Regions from separate parts of the Zea mays genome. Here region 1 is linked to region 2. The links are chromatin contacts, called in public Hi-C maps. All regions are on one chromosome and are shown on one strand. The core of a region is the stretch at or near the end of the contact, and the rest is flanking DNA. Distances in the headings are between cores, read along the strand shown. Region 1 has its middle 78 kb from the start of LOC103648781. Region 2 holds the start of LOC100276147.

Region 1 (5,989 bases), core at 863-3,362, 310 kb before region 2:
CTACCCGGGAGCACAGTACTCCTTCGTCCAACCTCTAGCCAGGAGGGTACACGCTACTCCCATCATCTCCCACGCCCAGTGCGCTGTTGTCTTTTCACGTATGGAATAGCCGGGTTCAGGCTTACCGGGGCATGTGACTAGTTGCAAAGTCTCAACCACAACAAGCCTACATCGAATGGTCCTTAATCGACACAGGAGAAGCACTACACCGACTCATTTCACGATGCAAGCCACCCGCTCGGTCTCATATTAATTAACAAGCTCAAGTTCTTTCACACATAACAACATTCAGTGATCAAAATAAGTTTCAAAACCGTATCTCATTAAGCCGGGCTAAGCAGCACTAGTTTTGCGTAAAACAGGTATCAAGGAATAATCATTCAAATTCTCATGGATGGTAATGCATCAGTTGTTTGATCATGCAACTCCTATCACCTAATGCATCATATCAAGTTATAAAAGTTTTGTAAACAACAAGGGAAGTGGTGAATGCACCGGGGCTTGCCTTTGTTGCAGAGAATAGCCGAAGACTAAGGAAATAAAATTTCATAAGTCTTCAGGGTGATGACCAGCCTCTAGGAAATTGTTTCACCAAGCGATTGATCCACGGATAACGTGATCTATACGTAGAGTAAAGATGCATGCTATGATCACGATGCCATAATGAGGTGAACATACATGCATGAAAAAGAATCTAAATCATAAAATCTCAATTATATCTTTCATTCACAAATAATTTCCACTTAATTACCAACAAAAATCTAATTACTACCCTAACAAGATTGCTAACGCTTCTGAAAAAAAACTAAAAGTTGCCATGAAAACTAAAAGTTGCCATGAATTAATCGAAATCCATACAGCATGGACCTCATCCAACACTATAAAAACCATTAAAACTATTTATCCATTCTTCGTAATTTCCTAAGTATTTACTCTATTAAAAAAATGTATCTCTTAACTAGATTTAGACCGGTTATCTAACTGAACAAACCCTAAAATCAAACCGTACTGCAAGAGAATCTACGCCTACGCAATACCAAAGCCGAGTGAAGATTCGCCAAATTGGTGGCGAACCTAATTTAGGCATTTTTCCGGATATCTAGCATGAGACGTACAGAAATTTATTTTTCTTCACGATCAAATTCCTTCCGACCACTAATCGCACTACTGTGATTTACAAGCATATAGCATAGACACAAGGTGCAGACTGATGACGCAGGCCACCGGTCGACCAAAACCGCACATGCATCAATTCCCTGGACTTACCCCCACATCCACGCACACATTACGATTTTAATACCAACCAATAAATTTATCGTACGTATTCATACATCAAACTAGCTAAATGATTAATGAATCATCTCACTATTGCTAATCCGGTTCGAATGTTGCAAAAACGGCAATGAGTTCCGATTCAGACAATTCACCAAATACGTGGCGTGCGAGTGAACCGGACGGGGTTAAATGAGCGCAACACAATAAAAAAATAACCTGAAGGGACTAAACTTGTAAGCACGTACACATAGAAATACCAATCACCACCACACAAATCAAAAATATTGCGACTAGTGCTAGGAGTATGGGCTGGGCTTTTCGGGCTAGCACGAGCACGACCCAAAAATAGGAGCCCAAAGCACTGGCACGAAATAATATGGGCCGGGCTAGCACGGTCCGAAGACGGGCTTGGACCGGGCCTCAATTTCCAGCCCGTCGGGCCCTCGGCACGGCCCACATAGATGGGTTGGACTTAAGCCGGTACGGCCCAATTAAACCAATCTATTTAATTTCTTTAATTTAGTAAGATATCGACTTTATATTATTGTTATATTTTTAGTTTATGTAGTCAAATGATGCTATAATTGTTTAATATCTTTAATTTAGTAAGCTATAAACTTTATATGGTTGTAATATTTTAATTTTATATGATCAAATATACGGGCCGGGTTTGGACCGGCACGGCCTAAAGAAGGTACGATGTGGTTTAGAGCCACTGTTTTTACAATTCGGACTGACACGGCACGGTTCAAAAATCTTTTGGGCTTTACTGGCCCGAACTCGTTTAGCACGAAGCACGATGGCTTAGGCCGGGCTGGCCCGGTCGAATTCGCAGCACTAATTGCGACTACCGAACGACGGCGCTACGACAATGAAAGCGCCGGTCGAATACGTACGGCCGCCAGTCCTGCTGGAGCTGATCGATGCGGTGCACATCAGAGTGGCTGGGCATGACGAACGGGCGCAGGTGCAGCAGAGGCGAGGTCGGGGCTCAAGGAGACAATGGCACAGACCAAGCGCGGCGAGCAGCGGAGTGTGCACACCTGGGGGTGCGACTAGGAAGGGATCGAACAGAGACGACGAGCTTGTGGTGGGGTGCAGAATCCTAGCCACCCCCAAGGTGGCGGTGATGCAGTGGAAGATGCAGCTACGCCAGGCATGAGAGGAGAGGATGAAGCTCTAGGCGAGGGGTGGTGCTCACTAGGCAGCAGCGGAGAGAGGTGTCGACGAGCAGAGGGACAAAACGGTGGGGTAGAAGCTGAGCACCGATGAAGTGAAGGCACGAGGGAGACAAAGTCCGAGCACTGCAAAACACAAAGGCAGCGGCCGACGTGTTGAACCATAGGGAAGCCCGCAGGGGCGGAACCTGCACGGCACAGGAGAATGGTCCCGACTGGGTTCGTTGAGGGTAGGGCGAGCTGACATTGAAGACTTCAGGGTGCGGCGGTTGAAGACGACGCCGTCGACCGCAGCTGGAAGCCAAGCTCGCGACTGGTGGAGCGAACCGGCCTAGGAAGATGCTGCCTGGGCGAGGCCGAGCACGGACAGGAACAAGCAGCAGGTGGGATTTTTCTTTCCGGGAACCTGAGTGTTTGCCTGATTTTTGTGAAGGAGACGTACAAGTCTACAGCCAGCACCTATGTAAGGAGATAAACACAGCTATGCACCTACGTGGAGGGAGCAGAAGATGTGAAGTAGAGAGATGGCGTGAGAGAGAAACACCTGTTCAACTTGCCGACCGAACAAAGTGATGAAGGGATAAGGAAAGGGAGCTGACGGTAGAGAAATGGAAAAGTTAGATTTTCCATACATCTCTTTTTATGTACATATCTATACTCTTGTCTCTGATTCGAATTTTTAAATGCACAATTATATCTAGTTTTGATCTTAACATTAACTCACAACTCCACGGATTAAGTACAACAAAGCTCCAGAATCAGTCACAGAACACTGAAATTCAGCTTCAGTTAACTGTACTAGGTCTGAAACCCAAAGTCTGACAGCCTATATTTGAGTAAGATTTTATTGTAGCTCCAAGAAATTTCAAGGGCATGATCTTTAATAAAAATTACTCTTCTACTATAGCTCTTCAATTTTAATATAAAAATCGTCTGCTAAAAGTTCATGGATCGAAAATTATAGAGGTCCAAAGTCAGCTCAAGGTCGCTGTTTTTTTTTCAGAATTCCAAAACTGAACAAAAAACTAAAACTTTGCAAATTACTTTGAATTCTTCCACAAAACTTGACAATCTCCATGAAAGTTACTTGGTTTTTAAAGCCCCACAACTTTTATATTTTGACCGCTGACAAATATATGGCTAAATCTTAAATTCCACTTATGGGTTCTAAACAACGATTTTGAAGGTGATTATTTGCCTTAAGTTTGATTCCAAATTTTTAATCGATGTTGTGTTGCTCCGAACTTACTTGGCACGAGCCGACACAACTGGACGGCTTTCTTAATTTTAAAATTACTTAAATAACAACGCCCTAATTCCTTATGGTTTAGAAATTGAAACGTTTAGCCATAAAAATTAGCTTTGATCCTATTATTAGCCCACTTCGGCAATTGTTAATGACTTGTCCCATACTACTCGGTTAAACGATTTATTTGGTACCAAAGTACCCACCTTGCACCAAAGAATAAAATAGAATTTATTTCACTTTTAATTTTTAATTGAGTGTGCCAAATCTAAATCTTAAATTGAGTTTTTAACAAAACTCAAAACACAACTTCACCCCAAATCATAAATCATGCAGAGGCAAAACAAGTTATATCATTTTAAAGTGAATGCAACACATGGTCAATTGTTATGGATGACCACATGTGATGATAATGCTTAAGATGATGCAATGCTTCAATTTTTAGTGACGCTTAACACCTAGGGTGTTACACCCTTGCCACTATCGGGTAAGGTAGTCCTCCACTAGCTTTCCTAGTTAGTCAGCCAAGGGCGTCTCATACCACCCTTGTGGTACCACTTTTTTCCGGGTGGTTCTCCATGTTTCAATTAACATAATGATCTTATCATGAACAGTAAATAATAAACTTGTCGGCGTTTCGACCCCGGGGGGTCCCTGGACCGACGAGTAAATTGTCGCTGTGTGTCCCAGCCCAGATGGGTCGGCGCGAGACGGAACACAAGGGGGAACAATAAGGGGAACCGTGGCTCGTGTTGTCCTACGCCCAGGGCGGATGCGCTTGCAGTAGGGGGTTACAAGTGTTCGCGAGGGATAGAGAGAGAGCCTGTTCGTCAGCCCGTCCTCCCGCGCGGCCACCTTCTCGTACGAGGGCCCTGGACCTTCCTTTTATAGACGTAAGGAGAGGGCCCAGGTGTACAATGGTGGGTGTAGCAGTGTGCTAACGTGTCCGGCAGAGAGGAGCCAGAGTCCTATGTACATGCCGGCGTGGTTGTCGGAGAGGTGTTGGTGCCCTGTTCATGTGATGTCGTGGCCGTCGGAGGAGCGCTTAAACCCTACGGAAGCACAGCTATCGGGGCTGTCGGGTCCTTGCTGACGTCTCCTTGCTTTCGTAAGGGACTGAGAACCGCCGTCGTCATGGAGCACGCGGGGTGCCATCATTACCTGTTTACCGGGGCGATCCAGATGGGACGCCGGTCTTGTTCCCCATAGCTTGAGCTAGCTAGGGGTAGGGTAATGATGTACCCCCCTGCGACGTGGTCGGTCCGAGCCCAAGGTCAGGCGAGGCGGAGACTCCTCCGAGGTCGATGCTGAGTCCGAGCCCTGGGGTCGGGCGAGGCGGAGACCGTCGTCCGAGGTCGAGGTTGAGTCCGAGCCCTGGGGTCGGGCGAGGCAGAGCTTCCTATGGCGCCTGAGGCCGGACTTGGTGGCTGTCAGCCTCACCCTGGCGGGTGGCACAACAGTCGGAGCAGCGCAGGCGGCGCTGTTTTCATGTCAGGTCAGTCAGTGGAGGGGCGAAGTGACTGCGGTCACTTCGGCCTTGTCGACTGAGGAGCGCGCGTCAGGATAAGGTGTCAGGCGATCCTTGCATTGAATGCTCCTGCGATGCGGTCGGTTGGCGCGGCGATCTAGCCAAGGTTGCTTCACTGCGAAGCCTGCCCGATCTGGGCCTCGGGCGAGTCGAAGGTGCGCCTGTTACTTGAGGATGCTCTCGGGCGAGGCATGAATCTGCCTTGGTCTACTGTTCCTGCCCGAGGCTGGGCTCGGGCGAGGCGAGATCATGTCCCTTGAGTGGACAGATCTTTGTCCTGTATTGCGCCCATCAGGCCTTTGCAGCTTTGTGCTGATGGTGTTTACCAGCCGAGTTTTAGGAGTCTTGGGGGTACCCCTAATTATGGTCCCCGACAGTAGCCCCCGAGCCTCAAAGGGAGTGTTGGTACTCGCTTGGAGGCTTTGTCGCACTTTTTTGCAAAGGGACCGGCCTTTCTTGGTTACATTTTGTTCCGGAGGGTGCGCGCGAGCGCACCCGCCGGGTGTAGCCCCCGAGGCCTCGGAGGAGTGGTTTGACTCCTTCGAGGTCTTAATGCCTTTCGTGATGCCTCGACCGGTCTGGTTGTTCCCTCATGCGAACTGGTCGTTGCCTGGGTGCATAGTCAGATTCCGAGTTCTCGGGCTGGTATGTTGACGCTGTCAACGGTTTGGCCGGAGCCGGGTTTGCGAGAGCAGCCCCCGAGCCTCCGCACAGGGCGAGAGGACGGTCAAGGACTGACTCGACTTTTTTTTCATACGCCCC
Region 2 (5,966 bases), core at 1,166-3,665:
CATATCCCCAAATGAGCATTTCTATTTTGCACAAGAAAAAAAATTACAAGAAGGAAATATAAAGATAATGAGGTAAAATTAAGCATATTCTTTCCGCAGTTGAAGCGAATGAATCTTAGAAGAAGGACCAAAATCCATTTTTCGCAATCACTAGATAAGTGGGTTAGACAACTGCTCTTAAATTAATGCATCTAGTTTACTTTCCTTCATAAAAGTTGATAACATGTACTATTCCCATAATGGAAAACATAACAAAAATTCCCGAACCAAACATCACGGGGAGACAGGGATAACTCACGCTCATCATGCTCAGCAACTATTTTGATAGAGGTTAAGATATTACCTGTTGCACAACCAACAAAAGAATTAGCATTAGAACAACCAAGGATATGCTAACCACCCATCCCAAGTAACAAACAGATGTCTAGTGAACCATATCACAAAGATCTCTAATAGAAGCAATTGTTATCATTGAGTGATTATTGTCATCTTTCAACTATTATAGAAAACATGACAATTGTATTCCTTGGCTAAAAAACACTGCATGGCATAATCATTCCAAGTATCAGATTTTTCTTTACAAAAACCAAGAAAAACTATTAAGCTGAGCATGTATAAGTATGCCATACCCTACAAGACAACATTTTCTGCAATCCCAAGATCCTTGGCGAGCTACTGAAGCGCGCCATTGACCACACTACATTCCATGACATGGATTCATGCTATTAAATAACAATTTTTGTGTTCACAAGAGAAGTGTAGAAAAGATGGAACTGTCGTACTTCTAGCTCGTTATTCATTTCTGTTAATTAAAATGTAGCAAACTATGATTTAATCAATTGTGCTTAAGGAACAAGCATCTTGTAGCAGCAATAAAGTACATACCTAAGATGAATAGATGATAACCAAACATAGTAGCCCCCAAACAAGCAACAACAACTATTGGCAGAACATGTACGAAGGATTTAACTTCAACCATCTCCAATGGAACACCTCCAGGCTCAACTGTATAAAGATAGTCAAATGAGTTGAAAAACTGCAGACTGAACACCGTCTACAATTTAAACTTGCAGTAGAAAAGTGTGCACATGAAAAACATCTTCAACACTGAAGGTGACATAGTAATCTACCCATGTCATCTTGGGTTATGGGTCATACAAAATACATCTACCCATGGTTTTCTCGGGTTTCATCTACAAGTATTCTTATCCATTTTCCTCTATAATCATGCATATTCCTCTTCTACAAGTATTCTTATCCATTTTCTCAGGTTTCAAAAAATCTACCTAATATAAAAGGACGTGCAACCAACGGAATCCCACATTTCGCATGTCATGGAACATTCAGACATAACCACATAATAAAGATGATTGGTTTCATACAAATATGTTCACTATAAAAATTACTTAAAATGTGAATCCATAGGGTGATGGGCATTCAAGAAACGGGGCAAAAGAACATCTACCCATGGTAAGTATGCAGTCGTAAAGGTGAACAGACCTAGAAAGCTCATATAGTCATATGGATGAAAGGGCTATGCTTGTTCCAAACGTAAAGCTGTCATGCCATATCAAAAGTCAGAGTTACTAATGTAGGACTTTTTTCAAACACACCCTACTATTAAGTTTAGACATTTTTATTTGCAATTATAAGTGCTAGTAATCCCATAACATCATAAACGCTAGCGGATTGCTTAGGAACAAAATTCTAGCAAATGTCTCGGAAATGCAAGATATCATCCTTCCGATTAGAGCTGCTCCTTGAAGTAGAGCGAGGCGTGGAACGAGCGCCAGCCGAGACCGATGGTCGACGCGCGCCACCGTCCTCCAGCGCCTCACGCGCTGATGCTGTCGTAGCCTGCACATGCCATGTTTCAATGTAGTGTGTGAGCGAGGGGAATTAAAAGAAAGGGAGCGAATTAGAGGGGCAGTGAGACATCACGCATAGGCACGCGCGGCCACTAAGGAGCAGGCGAGGCATGGGTGTGCAACGACGAGAGAAGCAGACGTAGATTGTTGCGAAATGGACGATATTTGTTGCTAGGGGCGACGAAGGAGAGAACATTGTTGTGCGAATAAATAGGATATAAATGTCATCTGATCTGGTCTGCGAGGGAGAAGCTGGTGGAGGTTGTTGCGAAATGGACGAGATTTGTTTCTAGGGCGACGACGACGAGAACACTGTTGTGCGAATAAATAAGATATAGATTACATTTAATCTAGGCCGCGAGTTAATTTCAAAGATATATAAAACATTTTTTTTAAAAATAACGCAGGACGACCGCAGAAGCTTTAATATAGTAAGAACGATGGATATAGAAGAAAATAAGATAGCTCCTGAAAAGTTATTTTGTAATTTATTATTGATTTTTTATAATCCTTTTATATTATAGAACAGATAGATAAATTTGGCCTATCCGTTGAAAAAAATCCGGCACCTCCATCAAATCAGATCTCACGCCCCTGCAGCCAAAACAAAATCAGCATCCGGATCTCCACATTCCCCACCAAAAATCATCCTCCGGACGAAATCAGCGGCGGCGGAGATGGGAGCGGAGTGCCGGTACGAGGTGGCGCAGGCGGCGTACATCAAGCTGGCGCTGCACGCACTGAAGCACCCGGCGACCGCCGTCAACGGCCTCCTCGTCGGTCGCCTCGTCGAGCCTTCGTCCTCACCGGCCGTCGTCTCGGTCATTGACGCCGTGCCGCTTTCTCACCACCCGCACCATCTGCCGCTGCTCCCCACGCTCGAGCTCGCGCTCACCCTCGTCGAGGACCACTTCGCAACCCAGGGCGAAGGCCTCGCCGTCGTCGGGTACTATCACGCCAACCCGCGCTGCGACGACACCGAGCTCCCGCCAGTCGCCAAGCGCGTCGGAGACCACATCTTCCGATACTTCCCCCGCTCCGCGGTGTTGTTGGTGAGCTACGTTTCTTTCGTTATTTTGATCTCCAGTCTGCGCGGATGCAGATCTCATCTTTCTTTAATTGATTGATTAGGTCGATAACAAGAAGCTTGAGGAGGCCGTCAAGGGGAAGTTTTCTGATGCGGTGATTCAGGTACGTGTCTGAATCTTCCTCAATATGCCCAATTGTACCTCGAGATTAACAGTACTGTGTTAGTTCAAAATTTATTGGATTATATAATATGGGCAGATTATAATCCCAAACAAACACCCCCTAAGACACTACACTGGTATTAATAGTGTCCTATGTTTGTTGAGATGTTATAAATTATATGGTGCACTAAAGTTTGCAAGGGGTAGCCAAACTATAATTTATTCTTTTATTTTAGACTGATGGACCACAGGCATGTCCCATTTTCCATCGAAACCAACTTTATGGCTGTTAACACTTGGCAAGCCCTCCAAAAATAGAGACTTGCATGGAGTAATGTTGATTTGAGCAAAGCTGGCATCAGTTATTTTTATTTAACTCAAACCACTGTTCTTAAGGCGTCGCCTAGGCGTCCGGGCGGTGGTCTAACGCCTAGGCGCCTTGCCCGCCTACCTCGCCTAGGCGCCGCCTAAGCGTCCAGGCATAGTTTTCAGATCGCCTGATCGAAGCCACTGGGCGATCAGGTGATTAGTCGCGATTAGGCGTCGATCAGGGCGATTAGTCGCCCCTGATCGACCCTAATCGTCCCCCTGGTCGTCCTGTGTATTCCAGGACATATATGATATATAGATATATAATTATATAGTATAGAGGCTTGCAGCAGTATAAATACTTAAATAGTCCATAACAACACAACAACAAGTTTATTATTTATATAAGACTATGAAACTGCAAGTCTACAACTTACTAGACCAATAGATACTAGACTATGACCAAGGTCCAAGAAGGCAACACCTATATGGCTATATGAGATCATCATCCAGCTTGAATTGATCACCAGCAGCTCCAGATTCTTCTTCATCATCAATCGCTTTTTCTGCAGCATCTTGGTCATTTTGAGTTGGCTCTCGATGATCATTTTTGTTGTGACTGTCACTGCCACTGCCATCTCCTTGCTGCAAGTCCTGAGCCACTGTAACTTTTTGGCGCTTCCTACTCCTAACATAGGTCTCGGAGTAGGTCCTCCCACCACGTGTAGCTGCTGCCCTAGGCAAGTTTCTGCCCTGGGTAGCTTGAGTTGCACCTAAAACTTCATCTACTGCACTCCAAAGCTCCTCACCTTCTTCAGACTCCTAAACCCACTCATTTTCCCACAAAAGCTCTTCAAGCACTAGTGGGTTGCTTTTCTTTCCCTTTGAACCTTGCTCTCTTATCTTTGTAAATCTGTTGTTCATCTTCCTGTTGTAGCTCACATAGACCAACTTGCATAACCTTTGATGCTCTAGCCGGTTCCTCTTCTTGGTGTGGATCTACACATGCAAATTCAAGAAGTCATCAAACACTTACTGCATATTTCAGTTACTGCATATGAACATTGAACAAACAACAAAGTAGAGACACTTACTGCTGAAAATTCACTCCAGTTTCTCTCACAACCAGAGGCCGAGCAACAGAGGCTTATAACTCTTTTTGCAAGGGTTTGTAGTTCGAAAGCAAACCCTCCATATGCACCCCACCATAGCACTGAAGTAGACAAACATTGTAAGTTTAGTCGCAAACACATAAACTGCATATTTCAGTTAATACAAAGAGAATTTAGAAATAAACTTACAGGGATTTTCCCCCTATCTCTTATTGCTCCAGCCATGGTTTAAAAGGCGGCTAGGCGGAACTAGGCGCCCAGCCACCGCCTGACCGCCTAGGCGACTTAGGCGGGCGCCTAGGCGACGCCTTAGTAGCTGTTACAAACAACTGTTAGCCTATAACAAAATACCAAGCAACTAAAGTACCAAACAGATGTTACAGCTCATAAACTAGAAATCATCACAAATTCACAATAGCACAATAGTGGATCTGAAATAGCCACAAAGTAGTTTCTAAAGGAACAATAGCAAGTCACAAAATTTAAAACAGCACAATACCAAATCTGAAATAGCCACATAGATAGTTTGTAATGGCATAATTAATAGTAACTAGCTGCAGTTAGTAATGCAGCAAATATGCTAATGCAATCTAGCAATAGCTACTCCCCCGTCGCTCAAAAATCATCATCAAACTCTCCTGGGATATTGGGTGCCTCCCCTTCTTCACCATCATTGCCACCATTAGATTCATCTTCACAATCTGTGATTTCTGCATCATCATGTGGAACATCTTCTTCATCTTCATCTTCCTCTTCAGCCTCTGACATATTTTGTGCAGCAACAGAATTTCTTCTTGAATACACATTATGGGCCCTTCTTGGTAAGTTTCGGCCACGAAGTGCTTGTGATGCTCCAATGGCATTATCCACAAGGTCCCATGTAAGGTCACACTCACACCCACGCCCACCTTCAGGGACTACATGCAAAGAATCAGCCCACTCATTGTCCCAGTTGAAGTCCTCATGAACCAATGGATCAAAGTTTTTCCCCTTCTTCTGGCGTAGTTTTTGGAACCTAGCCTTCATCTTTCTGTTGTAGGAAATGAAGACAATAGAATTCAACCTCTTATGTAACAATCAATTTCTTTTCTTTGTATGGATCTACAAAATAAGAAAAGAGAAAACACTTGGTCATTTAATCCTGAAATATTGGATACAAAAGTAGCCAAGTAGGTGGATGAGGACTTGAGGAGGCACACATAATAACTTACAAATTCAAAGGTACTCCAATTGCGTTCACAACCTGATGAAGACGCACAAAGACTCACCAAACGTCTAGCAAATCTCTGTAACTCAATAGCACGACCACCATACGAACGCCACCACTCAACTGCAATAACATCACAACAATTTAGCAAGCTACTAGCAACAACTAGTAAGTAGTAAACTAGTAACAGCCACAAACACTTACGTGGGGTCATAGTTTGTAGGTTATCTTTGGCCATCTTATTTGAAAAAGCTGCTCCTCTAAGAAACTCGTAATCCAT

What was found. A called contact is a pair of places that touch in the nucleus more often than the background predicts.
Region 1: a contact with region 2 is called in a Hi-C map of ear, with 2.0 times the contacts expected there. The contact joins the enhancer-like site here to the promoter of LOC100276147 in region 2. A contact is called at or near these places in 3 of 25 Hi-C or Micro-C datasets (ear, leaf and tassel).

The regions. Positions count from the first base shown.
Region 1 is chr2:89,883,069-89,889,057 of Zm-B73-REFERENCE-NAM-5.0, reverse strand. No RefSeq gene overlaps it. Among protein-coding and RNA genes, the nearest start is that of LOC103648781, 78 kb to the right of the region's middle. Within about 2 kb of position 2,112, at least 7 of the 20 cell types and tissues checked have an H3K27ac peak or open chromatin away from gene starts, as enhancers often do. A contact at or near this core is called in ear and leaf, where this site is marked.
Region 2 is chr2:89,571,800-89,577,765 of Zm-B73-REFERENCE-NAM-5.0, reverse strand. It overlaps LOC100276147, which reads left to right and starts at 2,415. Exons shown (of 4, transcript NM_001150004.2): 1 at 2,415-2,920; 2 at 3,000-3,059. The coding sequence starts at 2,546. It overlaps LOC103646668, which reads right to left. Exons shown (of 3, transcript XM_035965317.1): 1 at 5,891-5,966; 2 at 5,691-5,809; 3 at 4,867-5,580. The coding sequence ends at 5,557.